Regions from separate parts of the Anas platyrhynchos genome. Here region 2 is linked to region 1. The links are chromatin contacts, called in public Hi-C maps. All regions are on one chromosome and are shown on one strand. The core of a region is the stretch at or near the end of the contact, and the rest is flanking DNA. Distances in the headings are between cores, read along the strand shown. Region 1 overlaps COX10 (cytochrome c oxidase assembly factor heme A:farnesyltransferase COX10). Region 2 overlaps COX10 (cytochrome c oxidase assembly factor heme A:farnesyltransferase COX10).

What was found. Hi-C and Micro-C count contacts between places; a contact is called where the count stands out from the background.
Region 2: a Hi-C map of small yellow follicle shows a contact between it and region 1, with 2.0 times the contacts expected there. The contact joins two enhancer-like sites. A contact is called at or near these places in 2 of 8 Hi-C or Micro-C datasets (skeletal muscle and small yellow follicle).

The regions. Positions count from the first base shown.
Region 1 is chr19:10,025,220-10,031,488 of IASCAAS_PekinDuck_T2T, reverse strand. All of the region lies in intron 4 of COX10 (cytochrome c oxidase assembly factor heme A:farnesyltransferase COX10), which reads right to left. Among named protein-coding and RNA genes, the nearest start is that of COX10, 52 kb to the right of the region's middle. Within about 2 kb of position 3,873, at least 4 of the 8 cell types and tissues checked have an H3K27ac peak or open chromatin away from gene starts, as enhancers often do. A contact at or near this core is called in small yellow follicle, where this site is marked.
Region 2 is chr19:10,065,117-10,071,385 of IASCAAS_PekinDuck_T2T, reverse strand. The region is part of intron 6 of COX10 (cytochrome c oxidase assembly factor heme A:farnesyltransferase COX10); the gene reads right to left. Among named protein-coding and RNA genes, the nearest start is that of COX10, 92 kb to the right of the region's middle. Within about 2 kb of position 3,010, at least 4 of the 8 cell types and tissues checked have an H3K27ac peak or open chromatin away from gene starts, as enhancers often do. A contact at or near this core is called in small yellow follicle, where this site is marked.

The DNA of each region.
Region 1 (6,269 bases), core at 2,624-5,123:
TTCCTGAGTGCCTATGGACAGAGGAGAGCAGCCCTGCCCCTCGGTGGCCCCGCTTTCCCTGGGTGCCGGCACCCAGGGGTGGGGACCCTCTGAGGCCTGCACAGGCCCGCGGGATGGGAAGCCTGCACCGAGCTGAGCCGTGTGCGAGACAAGGTGCCAGTGCCCCAGGGCCTCACTAAAGCAGACCCGGTGTTTTATTAAGCCACAACAAGGAAAAAGTCACCAGGATTCAACAGGGGGGCTGGCTGACTGGGGGTCTCCGTACGAGGGGTTAAAGCCAGGCTCTGCTTTGTGGACGCATCTGGCACTGGTTTTATTTTCCGTGGAACTAAACCCAGAAACCTGAGGTGTCTTTCTGTGGTAATGAAGTGCATCACAGTGTCCGATGGCAAACCCAAACCTGGATGTCTTTATTCAGAAAAGTAGGAATGTGTGTGGGAGAAGACAAATGGTCACAAGTCCAGTATCAAGGTTTTGCTGATCCGAGCAGGCTTCCACTGCTGGCAAGCAACAGATAAACCAACGGATTTAATTTGCTTGTCTTGAAGCCCAGGGTAGTTTATGATGCCATCCACCCCACAGTACCTGTGTGCAAGCATAAAAATTAAAAAATAGAAATTTATCAGGTCTTTTCAAGACAGGACTGTAAAATCAAAATAGTCCCTCATGGAAACTCTCAGAATTTAAAATACAATAAAATAAAATCACTACAAACTGGAATGAAAACGGACACCGTAGTATTTCTATGACAAAAAAAATATCTGTTGAAACATCTACTTTTGGACCAGGTTCAAAATTCTTCAGTGAAGAAAGTAAATGTATTTGTGAAACACCACCTTAGCCATGCAAAAACAAGTTTGCAACAAAAAAGTTCTTATTCCAAAATAAAAGTAACCATAAAAAAACATTCCCGAGGAAAAAAAATGCTTTAAAATTCACATCCTACTAAAATTCAAATGAATTTCCCTAGGTAGGCAAGTCCTTAAATGTATACCTCGATTTAATTACACGGCAGTTCCTGTGTAGACAAGTCCCAAGATGCACTTACATGATAATCATTAAATATGAAGTGGTGAAATGAATTGCAACATTTAGTAATGCTTCTTATGAACTAAGATTTATAGAGGAAGCATGAAATAAAACTGAGAAAGCACATGGTTACAATGTCTGTATGTTGTGCTGAACACGAAAGGGCAGATATCAACACAGCCACTGAGAATCCTGAACGGCCGGGCACGGGCATCTTCCCAAGAGCTGTGCTGTAGAAGCTTACGCTCAGCCCACCTACCTATTTAATCCACGTAATAGGGGTATTAAAATTCGAATGCAATCTAATTACATTTTACAAGTCATTTAAACACGTCGTGAAAATAATCTGCAGAATTGTGCTATTTGGTAAATACCATTTTTTGCTTAGATCTGCACTTTAGCACTTGTTAAAATTGAGCGGTGGAAAGTTCAGGTATAGCTCTCAGTTTCACTACATAAAAATCAGAAAAAAATCCGGTTTTGTAAAGCAATCATCTGTTCACGGCTGCAGAAATGACATAAGCGCAAAATATATCAAATTGTGCTTCCAGCAAGAAGAAAAAAAAAAAAAAGAACAAAATAACAGCAATCAGATAAAAGAAACTCTGAACGCAAGTGTCTTGTTGCAGGGAAACGCAGCTGGGCATCAAACCCCTTTATGCACCTTGGCAATTTCTGTCTAAACATCCACCCGTACAAATAAAGGTTTAAGATCTATTTTCTCCACTAAAACATACACAAAACAGGTTTGGAGGATTGCTCATATGGCTTACAAGCACTTCATTTCCACACAAGCATATGCATTCACTATATAAATATTTATAGTTTGGCAGTTCATTCTCCAAATCTGCACGGGTTTTCTCTGTTGGGTTTAACCAGTGATATTTCCTCTGAATTTCCACATTTCCAGATGCTTTGCTCATGCAGCCTTGATGGAGAACAGTTGTGCCTATTAGCAGACAAGCTGCTGACAACTAAGCCCAGCTTCTAAAAGCTGGCAGAGAGATAATCTGGCACCGAGATCTGATAAGCTAAAAGAGAAGAGGCACGATGGCCAGCAAACAGTGGGAAGTCAGAGGAAACCTGGTCAAGCCCGGAGCCTTTCCTTAGGGCGCTTCTCATCTCAGTCCAGAGCCCTGCAGTCAAAGCGAGGAAAAAATCTTGTCCTAGTGAGGAAAAATCTTGTCCTAGTCGAGCAGTCTGCTGGCCAGCACCGCTCCTTTCTCAGCAACCACAGCCTCTTGCACAAAGGAAAGAGATCGTTGCTTCCCAAATTTAAAGGAATTTACTACAGACATATTTAAAAGAGCTGTTTCTCCTCCTTAGCAGTGTAAAATACGATGAAGGTGGGAAAAAAACCTGTTTTATGTCGCTATAAATCCTCTTGCCTTGCCTTTCTGAAAAAAAAAAAAAAAAAAAAAGTATAAACTGCACTTTAGAAAAGACAACATTTTGGGGGAAGAAAAAAGGAAAATGCATCTGGGAGGCTGGCGACGTTTACTACGAGTATTCTCGCCTTTTGTGAAACTACCTGAACACTGGCACTGCTGTCCCCACTGAGCGCTGGTACCGAAGGGCAGTAGCAGATGAAGTCCAAGCAGCTATGACAGCAGAGCAGCCGTGCACGTCCCTCTCAGCTGCTCACTTCCCAAACTCCTTTCTTGCACAGTTTTGAGCAGCCCATCAGCCACCACGCACAGCAAGAGCTGCAGAAACGCCCCAGCCAGGGCTCCCCTTTGCATCCTTGCGCTTCGCCCCCTCCGTTTCCATTTTCTTAATCCCCTGGCTGCCTGTCTGAGAGGTGGCCGTGGGTATAACGGGGGACCTCGGACTCAGCCTGCCAGGGCGAGCGCGGGGCCAGAGCTCAGCAGCTTGGCCCCAGTGAGGCTGCTCCATCCACCCGAGCAGCAGGTCATCCCCGCTTCCCAACGGGAGATCCACACCAGCACATCCCAGCACCATGCCAGATGGGACGGTGACTGTGTTTAGGCAGTACTGGAGTCTTTCCAGGGCAGATAAAATCTGTTTGCCTTTTTTTTTTTTTCCATGCAAAGAACAAAAAACTCATCAAAATCCAAGACCTCATTTAGACTCTTATACTCCTCCTCAGGCATTCGGTTTTGGCCACTGTTGAGAGACAGGATTTCTTTGTTTTGTCCCAGAATGACTTTCCCAAAGCATCTTCCAGGTGAAGGGAATTCCCTCCCCCTCCCTGCTGCCGCCCTCCCACCCACTCCTTAATTAAAGTCGGTACCAGCAGAAACCCTGTTACAGACTAAAAGAACACAAAAAATACATATGGGGATAGGTCTGAGAAAACAGACCGCTAGCAATTATTTCAGCGTTTGTTTATAATCTTTCAACTGTTTCAAAATAGATAACGAGGATTATTGCAATTTAACAATAAAGAGGAGGAGAAAAGCAGAAGGAAATGTGCTCCTCACTTCTGAACTTATGCCAGGGAACAGGGATCTCTTTAAGAATGCAACTAATTAAAATATATCTTTTCCAAAGTAACAGGGCAAATGGAAGCGGTGCTTAACCCGAACCACTGGAGTTCAAAGCACCGAGAGAAGCCCCACCAGCTCCGTGTTTTGGCTGGGAGCACACGGGGGCTTGCCGCCCTCGCAGACATCAAGGCCTTCGCAGAGAGCCGAGCTGCCTCCACGGTCAGGTTCATCCAAATACCTTTTCCATGAACTAATCAAGCAGGCATTTATCAGCCGAAAGAGGAATACGCAAACCAAAGGGGTTTATGTAGGAGTTTTTCCCTTCATAAAGAGTCCCAAAACTTCTAGTCCAGAAGGTCTTAGATTATCACGGCACAGCCAGACCCACACAAAGCATCCCTGATGTCTAGACCAAATGAAAAGATTAGCGGGTCTGCTCCCGTGCTGATTACACCAGGCTCATACTGTTTTTCCAGCGGATGCTTTCATAATTAAATATCAAGTAACAGGAGGCACTAACATTTATGTCACCCTCACCTACGAAAACAATAAAAAAAAAAAGTTTTTGCATTGAGAAATCTAAAGGATTAAAATCAGCCCGTAGCTGTAACAGTGACCTGTCAAGCTGCAAAGAGAAATCTCGATCCAGCGAAGAGCATCCCTGGGGAAGGGCCCGGCAGCAGCGCGTACTGGCACAGCAGAATACCAATCACATTATGCCGGTAACTAATATGAACAAAGTGGAATGAGTAATAAAAGCCAACAAAAAACAACTTTTACTCTGATTAGTGATCGCAGACTAATAGGCTTCAATTGCAATTTAAAATTAGGTGGCACCATCAATCACGCGGAGCACTCCGAGCTGTAACCGCTGCGCCTGCGAAAGGAGGCGAGGGGCCACCTTCGAGCAGGATTTCCACTCTCACGGCTGCCACAGACCGAGGTTCCTCGAATTTAGCAATTGAGTTAATTTGGAAGAGCAGCACAGCCTGTAACAGGAGCCCGAGCACAAGAACGGGCCTCAGGGGTGGATTCTCCAAGCTCTCCGTTTATTATTTTTTTGTAAAGGCACCAGACTCAGTCCAGACACAGCCATCGACTCCTTGCGATGAAGAGAGGTGACAGATTTTTGATGGTTTGAGAAGCTGTTGTTCTGCACCATGGAAATATATCACATTGTCAATTCAGACAGGGCCTTCACCAGGAGAGAGAAAAAAAGGTTTAAAAAAAAAAAAGATTTCCAAATGGAATGAGCATTTACTAGGGAAATAAACAGCCAGAGAGAAATCTGTTAAACAACGTTCATACTTTCTCAGTATTTTCATCAAAACACAAGAAGACAGGCCGGGCTTTGTAGGGGTGCTTTGTTTTAAGCAGCTGGGTGCATGTCCTGAACAAGTCACTCAGCCCCTTGCCAAAGCCCCCTCGCTGCATGAAGCTGCTGGGGCCGAGTCATCTCTGACGTGGAGGCATCCGCAACGTATGAAAGGGATTCCTGTTTTATTAATTGCTAGAGGTTTATGATGGTTGGAAACCTCCATCTAATTTTTGCCCATTTGTTTTTTTTGCCTGCACGGTTCTCCAGTTTGACCACGTCCTTTCCTCCCTGGCATCCCCCAGTGTATGCGCAGAGCCATCGCCTCCCCATCGGCGCTGTTCTGCCCGGCCACGCAGCCCAACTCCTCAGACCCACACCCCAGCGGGGCCTTTTCAGCACCCGTTCCCCTCGAATTATTTCTTCTAGCACACAGGAGAGCAGCCCCGTACACGGTTTTCCAGATGCCTGCCTGCTAATGGCATTCCTAGTTCCTTATCTCTGGGGAAATGCAGGATCGCCTTTGCCTTTTTCACACTACTGCACAGTCATGCTCTGATTAAGCAAATTAGTTGTTTTGTTTTTTTCTTTTCCTTTTTCAGTTCTCTCTGCCTGAGAAGCCTTCAGGCTTGATCCCAGAGCAGATAATATTCTGAATGAGAAAGCAAAAAACCTGGCTATTAACCTAGGTCAGGTATTAACAGCCCGCAGAGCGATCCTGAAGAAGTCACTCACTGTTTCCACGTTCCCCTTTTCATTCCCACACTTGCCTATTTAAACCCGTAACTCATTTAGGACAGGAATCACCTCGTAATCTAAATTCAGTGCCTCTCAAGGATCCTGCTCAAGGCTGGAAAAATCCTCATGTCTCCCAGGTCGGAAAGTCTCACGGAGCAGTCGAATTCTCAGGTTTTGTCACCGGCTTGTCATCGGTCGGAGAGACCCCAGTGTAAACGCACACCCCCCCCGTAGGTGTGGGATGTGGCTGGGTGTGTGAACAGGAGAGCTGCTGACGGCACTGAATCACGGCGAAGTCTCAAGGCATTTCCAGGAACCTGCAACTTTGCCGGGCCTTTTGTGACTGCTCCCAGAAACGTCCACTGCTGAGCAACCTTTGGGGAGGCTGCGACGGGTGTGAAATGGACTGAACATGAGAAGAGAAGGGGGATTCAGGGAGACATAAATTCTCCTGGCAATTTGCAATGTATGCCATAAAACCGGCCCTGGTGGGGCCAGCGTGGGTTAGAATTACTCTGGTCCCACAGCCTGTCCCCATAAACACGGAATGGGGGACAGAAGATGTATCTTCTTGGGTATTTTTCAGGAGTTCCCATAAACTAGAGAAATGGACGGTCAGCACTAACAGTGCTCGTAAAGAAATATGTAAAAACTGAAATAATCATCAGTGCTAGGAGAAAACTCCTCACTAAGGCTGTGCTGGGCAGAGGAAACCAATTCTTTCAGATGTGTCACGG
Region 2 (6,269 bases), core at 1,761-4,260, 41 kb before region 1:
ATTTTACCACTCATCATGAATTTTAAGGTTAAGCTATTATTTTTTTTCTTAAATTCTTTTAAAAGTACTTAAATAGTAATAATAGATCTTCTTTTTAATAAACAAGAACAAGCTGAGATTTTTATTTTATTTTAATATCTAAGATAAAGCCAAAATGTCAACGGGAGCTGAAGAAGGTGGAAAATGGTTATTTCTTTCTGTAAATATATTTTTATCTAGTAAAATACTGAAGCTCTATAAATTGCACCTTTCCTAAAACAAACAAGAGACTAAATTCCACAGACATTGGGAAACTGCTTGGCAAGACATTTTAAGGTTCAACAAATTTGAGTAAGAGTTGGAAATAACAGTGAGGTGACTTCCAAGAGCAACTAGTGATGCCGGGCTTTCAAGCTGCAGTAGTTGACAGTCTAATTCTCAAAACACAAGAACAAGAAGCGTCCACCTCTGGAGTTATGCTGTTCATGGTGTCAAGAAGGCCTTGCAGTACCTCAAAATGTTGATTAAAATTTTGTGCTTTATTCCTTTTAAAGCAGTTTATGGTGACACCTAATCTGCAGGACGTCCCGAATCCCAAGCTAGGGAGTGCCTGAGCCCACTCTGTCCCTGACTCTCTGCTAAGAGCACAGTGAAGAGCAGGGAAATAAATGGGAGATTGTTCCCATTTATTTGGTCCCGCAAATCCCTAGTGCAGTCCCCCAAATCCCTAGCAGAGTCCCCCAAGCTCCCCACACCCTGTGAAGGACCCAGAGTCTTTTCCAACCCAAATATCTCTTGCTGAAGAAACGGTGGGCACATTCCCTGCTGAGCAACAGTGCCAAGAGAAATCTTGCTGGAAGCATGGATCTGAACAGTTTCCTTCATGTAAAGCAACCCGAGGGCTGCAAACCTCTTTCCTCAACCCCTGCAGGGCAGAAGTAACCTCTGGCTCCTGCTGACCCCCCTGCCGAGGACGCTGCTCTCTGAAGCCCTCGTCTGAGCAGGGTCCTGCTGGCAGGCGATGCCTCCCACCGTCACGGCGCCGTCTGCAGCGTACAGCCGGCACGTGGAGCAGCGCGACGATTTCACCCACAGCTGAATTCGTTCAGTTTCCCACTTTATAACAAGGCACAATACTCTCGGACGATGTGATCGAAATTCTCTGCAAACTTTCTGCGGGCGAATTGTTCCAGGGCAGAACAGGAGCGGAGCAAGAGAGGGCAGAGGCTGGAGCCCCGGGCACGAGCTCGGCACCTCGGGCTGGAGTCCTGCCAGCGCGGCGCTGCCTGCGCATGCTGGGGCAAACGTGCCCAAGGTTATCTGCAGGGCCGCTGCTGTGTCGACACCATGTTCCTGAAAACACCCAGACGAGCAGCTTATTCTGTCCTCTTGTCCTTCCTACTGCTCTTTAGATAGCACGCATGGTGCTTTCTGTTCTCACCCAGGGACCTGCAAACCTCTGCTATCGCTTGCAAGCTCTGGGCAGGACAAACAGCCAGATACTTAACCAGGACAATAAACCAACAAAAAAAGAAACAGAAAGAAGGGGGAGCTGATGTGTAGCATCAGTTCAGGAATGGACTCACTCCTTCTGTCGTTTCTTTGGTGCTGTGTATGTATGACTGGGAACTGGCCAACCAGGCATTAAAATAAACACGGAATGGTTAAAATATCAGCTCCAAAACAGATGTTGAAATCTTATTGCATTTCCCAAAGCTGGTGTTTACTGCCTTGGCAACCTAAGAATGCTGTTTTGCTTAAAGCACAATTTTAGTAATTCTTCTGCCTTGAATAATGCGAAGGAATTTTCAAATTATTTCCAGACCTCGGTAGCTCCCCGCCTTATTAGAGGGAAGCACCGGCCTTTTGTCTCTAGGAAACTGCTCCGAGGTTGGCTCCTGTCAGGAGGGGAAGGCTTTGGTAGCCTAAGCTTCGCCTCTTAATGGACTGTAGTCAGGAAACAACCACACACCGTTTTACTTGATAGCACACAACTGGCTCTCCTCAGCTAAGAGATGTCGAACAAATTGCTCCTCTTTAAGCCAGACAAGGTAGATTAGAGCTCCGAGCCTTGAACTGCTCCAGCTGTATCCACCTGCTCGGAGCAACCATGCTGTCTCCGACTGCATTTTTCACCTTTTCTACAAGAAATCTGACATAACCGGTCCAAAAGGTTTCACCGTGGTTCTGCAGGCTCTTTACAGGCTGTCACACCGGCAGGAAACGTACAGGGTACACCCCCAAAGCTTTTGTTTTCTGGCTTCCAAGTGTGTTCACAACAGGTCTAACCCAGGAGATTCCCCGGAGATTTCGAACTACGCAGCAATTACAGGTGTAAAGGAAGATTGTGAAATCTCATCATAACCGTGCTGCCCACTGCAGGTACAGTGACACACCAAATATCCCCAGGGTTATCTGGGGGAGCTGGGACAAACACTCGGCACCCACAGCACCGCTGTCCTGTAGGAACTGCTTCACAAAGCTGCCGGCAGCGTCTTCTGTTTGTGCAGCAGTCGGGGCACGCACTAATTGGGATCTTTCCTTCAGCTTGTTTCAGTGATGGAAAATAACTATTAGGGTAAATCAATTGGCCTCAGATTACATGTGTTCAAGATACTGCCCTGATAAAATCTCCCCGAGGAAACATTTTACCTACTATTTAATTTTTACCATTGTCTTCAGGAGCAGAAATGGGATTAGCTCTACAAAATTTACATCTTAATTCGTGATTACGAAGCATTCTCAGCCACAAAGGCATTTAGGAATTATCTGCTCACAAACCTTAACCAAACCGAGACAAATTCCCCCGTACTTTACCACTGCAGCGTTTCCTACATTAGCAGCAGAGCAAGACAACAACCGGCACTTCTGCCTCCACGGGGAAACAAAAGCACATGCTATTGCTTGCTCCAGATGACACGCGAGTGGCTAAGCAGCCTTGAGGAAAAAAAAAAAGGAAACGTATCGCTTCCAAAGCCTTGCACAAGGTCCCTCGCCGTGGACAATGGGGCGGGCTGCGGCGCTCGGCTGCCTTTGTGAGCCTCAAGGCTGTGCGGGGGAGAGCGTGGCAAAGCTACAAAGCTTCATGGTCATGGGTTTCTATAGGTGGCTCTTTTGAGGGGTGGCACAAAAGGCTTGTGCAGCAGGACTGTCTCAGGGCTGCAGGAGATTTCTCTGCGGGAGCAGGTAAAGGGGAGGGGTGCTGGGGTGTGCGCGCTCTGTCGGCAGAACAAGAGGAGCACCCTCGGTGTCCACCACGAGTAGGAAATGAAGTTGGCAGTGGGGTTTCTCACCTCCAGGGAACGTTGCTGGCCACTGGTTTTAGCAGAAGGAAGCCAGATGTCCTCATGTGTGCTCGCCATGGGGAGAAAGATAGTTGCCGTGTGCAGATACTGCGTACAGGTGAAGATATCACATACAGATACACGCAGGCACGCACAGTTTTGTGCAACACGCAACCGGTTATTGCTGCTGACAGCCCCACAGGGAAACACCTTTCATTGTACAGCCACGGTTGCGTAAAACAATGCCCTACATAACTCGTCTCAGCTACCCCAGCAACATACACCACAAAAAATGCGAGCCTGGTGGTTACGATGGAATTACCAGAGCATTCATTTGTGCAAATACGTCCAGGAAGCATTTGCCAAAGTTTCCCGAAGGACCGGGTTCAGCAGAGGACGGCAAAACTGCACAGCCACGCGGGGGCTCCCCATCGACAGCCTCTTCCAGGCTCCAAAGTGGGAGCCCCTCCTGTAGCCCCCGGCTGGTGCCTTCTCCTGAGGGTGCTGTGCACCATCCAGGGCACCTCCTGGGGGTGCTGTGCGCCACTGCACGGGGCAGGGATGTGGGTACTGGGGTGCAGCCTCTGAATTCCTGGGGTCAGTCGCTCCAGGTGCCCCATTACTGGAGCTGCTGCTCATCTCTTTTGAAGATGGAAAGAATAAAAAAAGCTCACCAGCTTTTGTGCTAAATTCAGACCAGCTGCTTACTAGTCCTGTCCCTCCACCCTGTTTTTTACAGTTCCTGCCCACACAAAGCATACTCCTGGCCCCCAGCTTCCAATTCTCAGATGTCGATAACGTGAACATCCCCGTTCCCTCTGTAACAGACCACTTATCCTGTTGTCTTTCGTCTGAGAAGTGAAACCCTGCACAGCTGATGTTGCTGGAGGGAGCTCGTGGCTGGAGCCCCCTCCCGCAGGGCAGCTCCCACCTTGAGGGGCTCGGAAAGCTCAGTGCTCAGCTAGAAAGGCCGGGACACTGAGATGTCCACGCTTATTTTGCAAGCAATTAAGCTGTTGCTTTGCTCTCCCTCCTCCTGGCAGCCAAATGCTACATCAGGGAAGGTATCGGAGACCTCAGGCACTGACAGGTTGGGCCACGGCCCCCCTGTGCCCTGTTTTCTTTTTTTTGTTCCTGAAACTATCCATCTGCCAAATGTCACTAGCTGATAAGAACTGCCCGTTATTAAATCCCCATTTGTAAATAGATGTTGGCTGACATAATTAATGTCTACCATACAACATAATTTGAATTACAAAGTAAAGGCAATTTAAAAATCAGCCTCCAAATGATTACAATTGATACGCAGTCTATAAATTCCATAGCCCCCAGGAATTATTTAAATTTCTGAAAATGAATGAAAATCAGTACAAGATGTCTTTCAGGAAAACGAGACCAGAAGTGGAGCATCTGAGATAAACTAAATAGTCTCTTGAGATAAACACTCTTTGGTGCAGTAATACCTATGGCTCCAGGCCACCGCGGGTCTGTAATGTCTGCTGTTGTGTCAGGGCCGTTATCTGCTGTGCCACTGCCACCTACTCAGAATAAATCCCCTTAACTGATAAGCACATTATGTTGAGGACCCCTGCCTGTCACTTCCATCCAACTGGGTGGTTCACACCAACGCTGTGGCGCTGAACTGCTCCGCTCCGAGGCAGCGACACCGCAGGCTGGGATCGAGCCGCCCGTGTAGGAGCGCAGGGAGGGGAGTGGAAGAAGTGCGAAACGTGGAGAAGCAAACACGGGCTGTGGCGCTCGGAAATGCTCACCGCAGATTTATTCCTCTGCTAACTAAAAATAACAAGTTAAGATGGGCAACAAACACTGTTAACAAGCAAGCAGCAGCGTTAGGCTGGGGAGGCAGAACAGCAACGCAAGGGTAATTTAAAGCACACATACGTATGCCCCTCGCACGCCAAGATAAATAGCTCTGGTACTTCCTCCAGACATCTGCACGATGGCATCGCACAGGCTCAACAGCAGCACGGCACCCGCAGGAGCACTGCAGAACCCGGACCTTGCACGCGGCAGGGCTCTGCTGAGCTTTGCCTCTTCCTCCTGTCTTTATGCTACCACTTAGGGCTTTAAGTGTGTTTCATTATTTTCCTGCTAGTCCTTCCTTCAAAAAATCAGCAGAAATCATTTGAGGGAGTCTAGATTTACTAGAAAAACAAATATCTTCATAAATAAATAGTACCACAAAGGAGCAATGAAGTCTGCTTTCAAGGAAGCAAACATGCTGCTGCAAATCACAGGCTGGCAGTTAAGTTCTGCATAAATACACCAGATATGTGGTAGTGATATCTATGTGATAAATTACATTTATCACGCACCTTTGACCATCTCACCTGCACTCGGATCACCCAGCGAGGAAATGTTAACATTCCCAATCTTTCATCAGTTTCAAACAGCTGCCATTAAAAAAAAAACACACACAGAAAAGCCCCAAACCCACAACAAAGAATTCCACATCTTCCCAGAGATAACCTTATCTTTCTCTTTTGAAATGTGAGGTTTTCCCTAAATTGCATTGGCACAAAATCCAGGGTTGGGGGCAGGATGCTCAATCAGGCTTAAGAGCATATAATTAAAGACCTATCAGGGACAGAAAAGGAAGCAAGCATCACTGGGAATCACCAGATCTGCAGCAGATACGTAGGGTAAGAAATATAAGTACTTATTTGCATCACTGGAGATAGAAGGTCTCAGATTTTTATCTGCAAAAATGCAATATTTGTTTCTTCTGCAAGAATCTGTCGAGGAATTACCTTTGAAATAAGAGTTACAAGTAAAATGAGGACAAATGAAAGCCAGGCTGCTCAAATCTGAGACATTTTCTTATTATCTCTGGAATCAGAAACTAGGAATCGCCTTCAGCTCAGATGGCGAGATCACCTCGCAGCGCTGCCACCGAGCCCTGGACATCGAGAAGGGTGCAGAAGGGGCTGTGCTAGGGCACGAACTGGTGTGGTGTAACACTTGGCTATCCCCTCAAACAGTAAT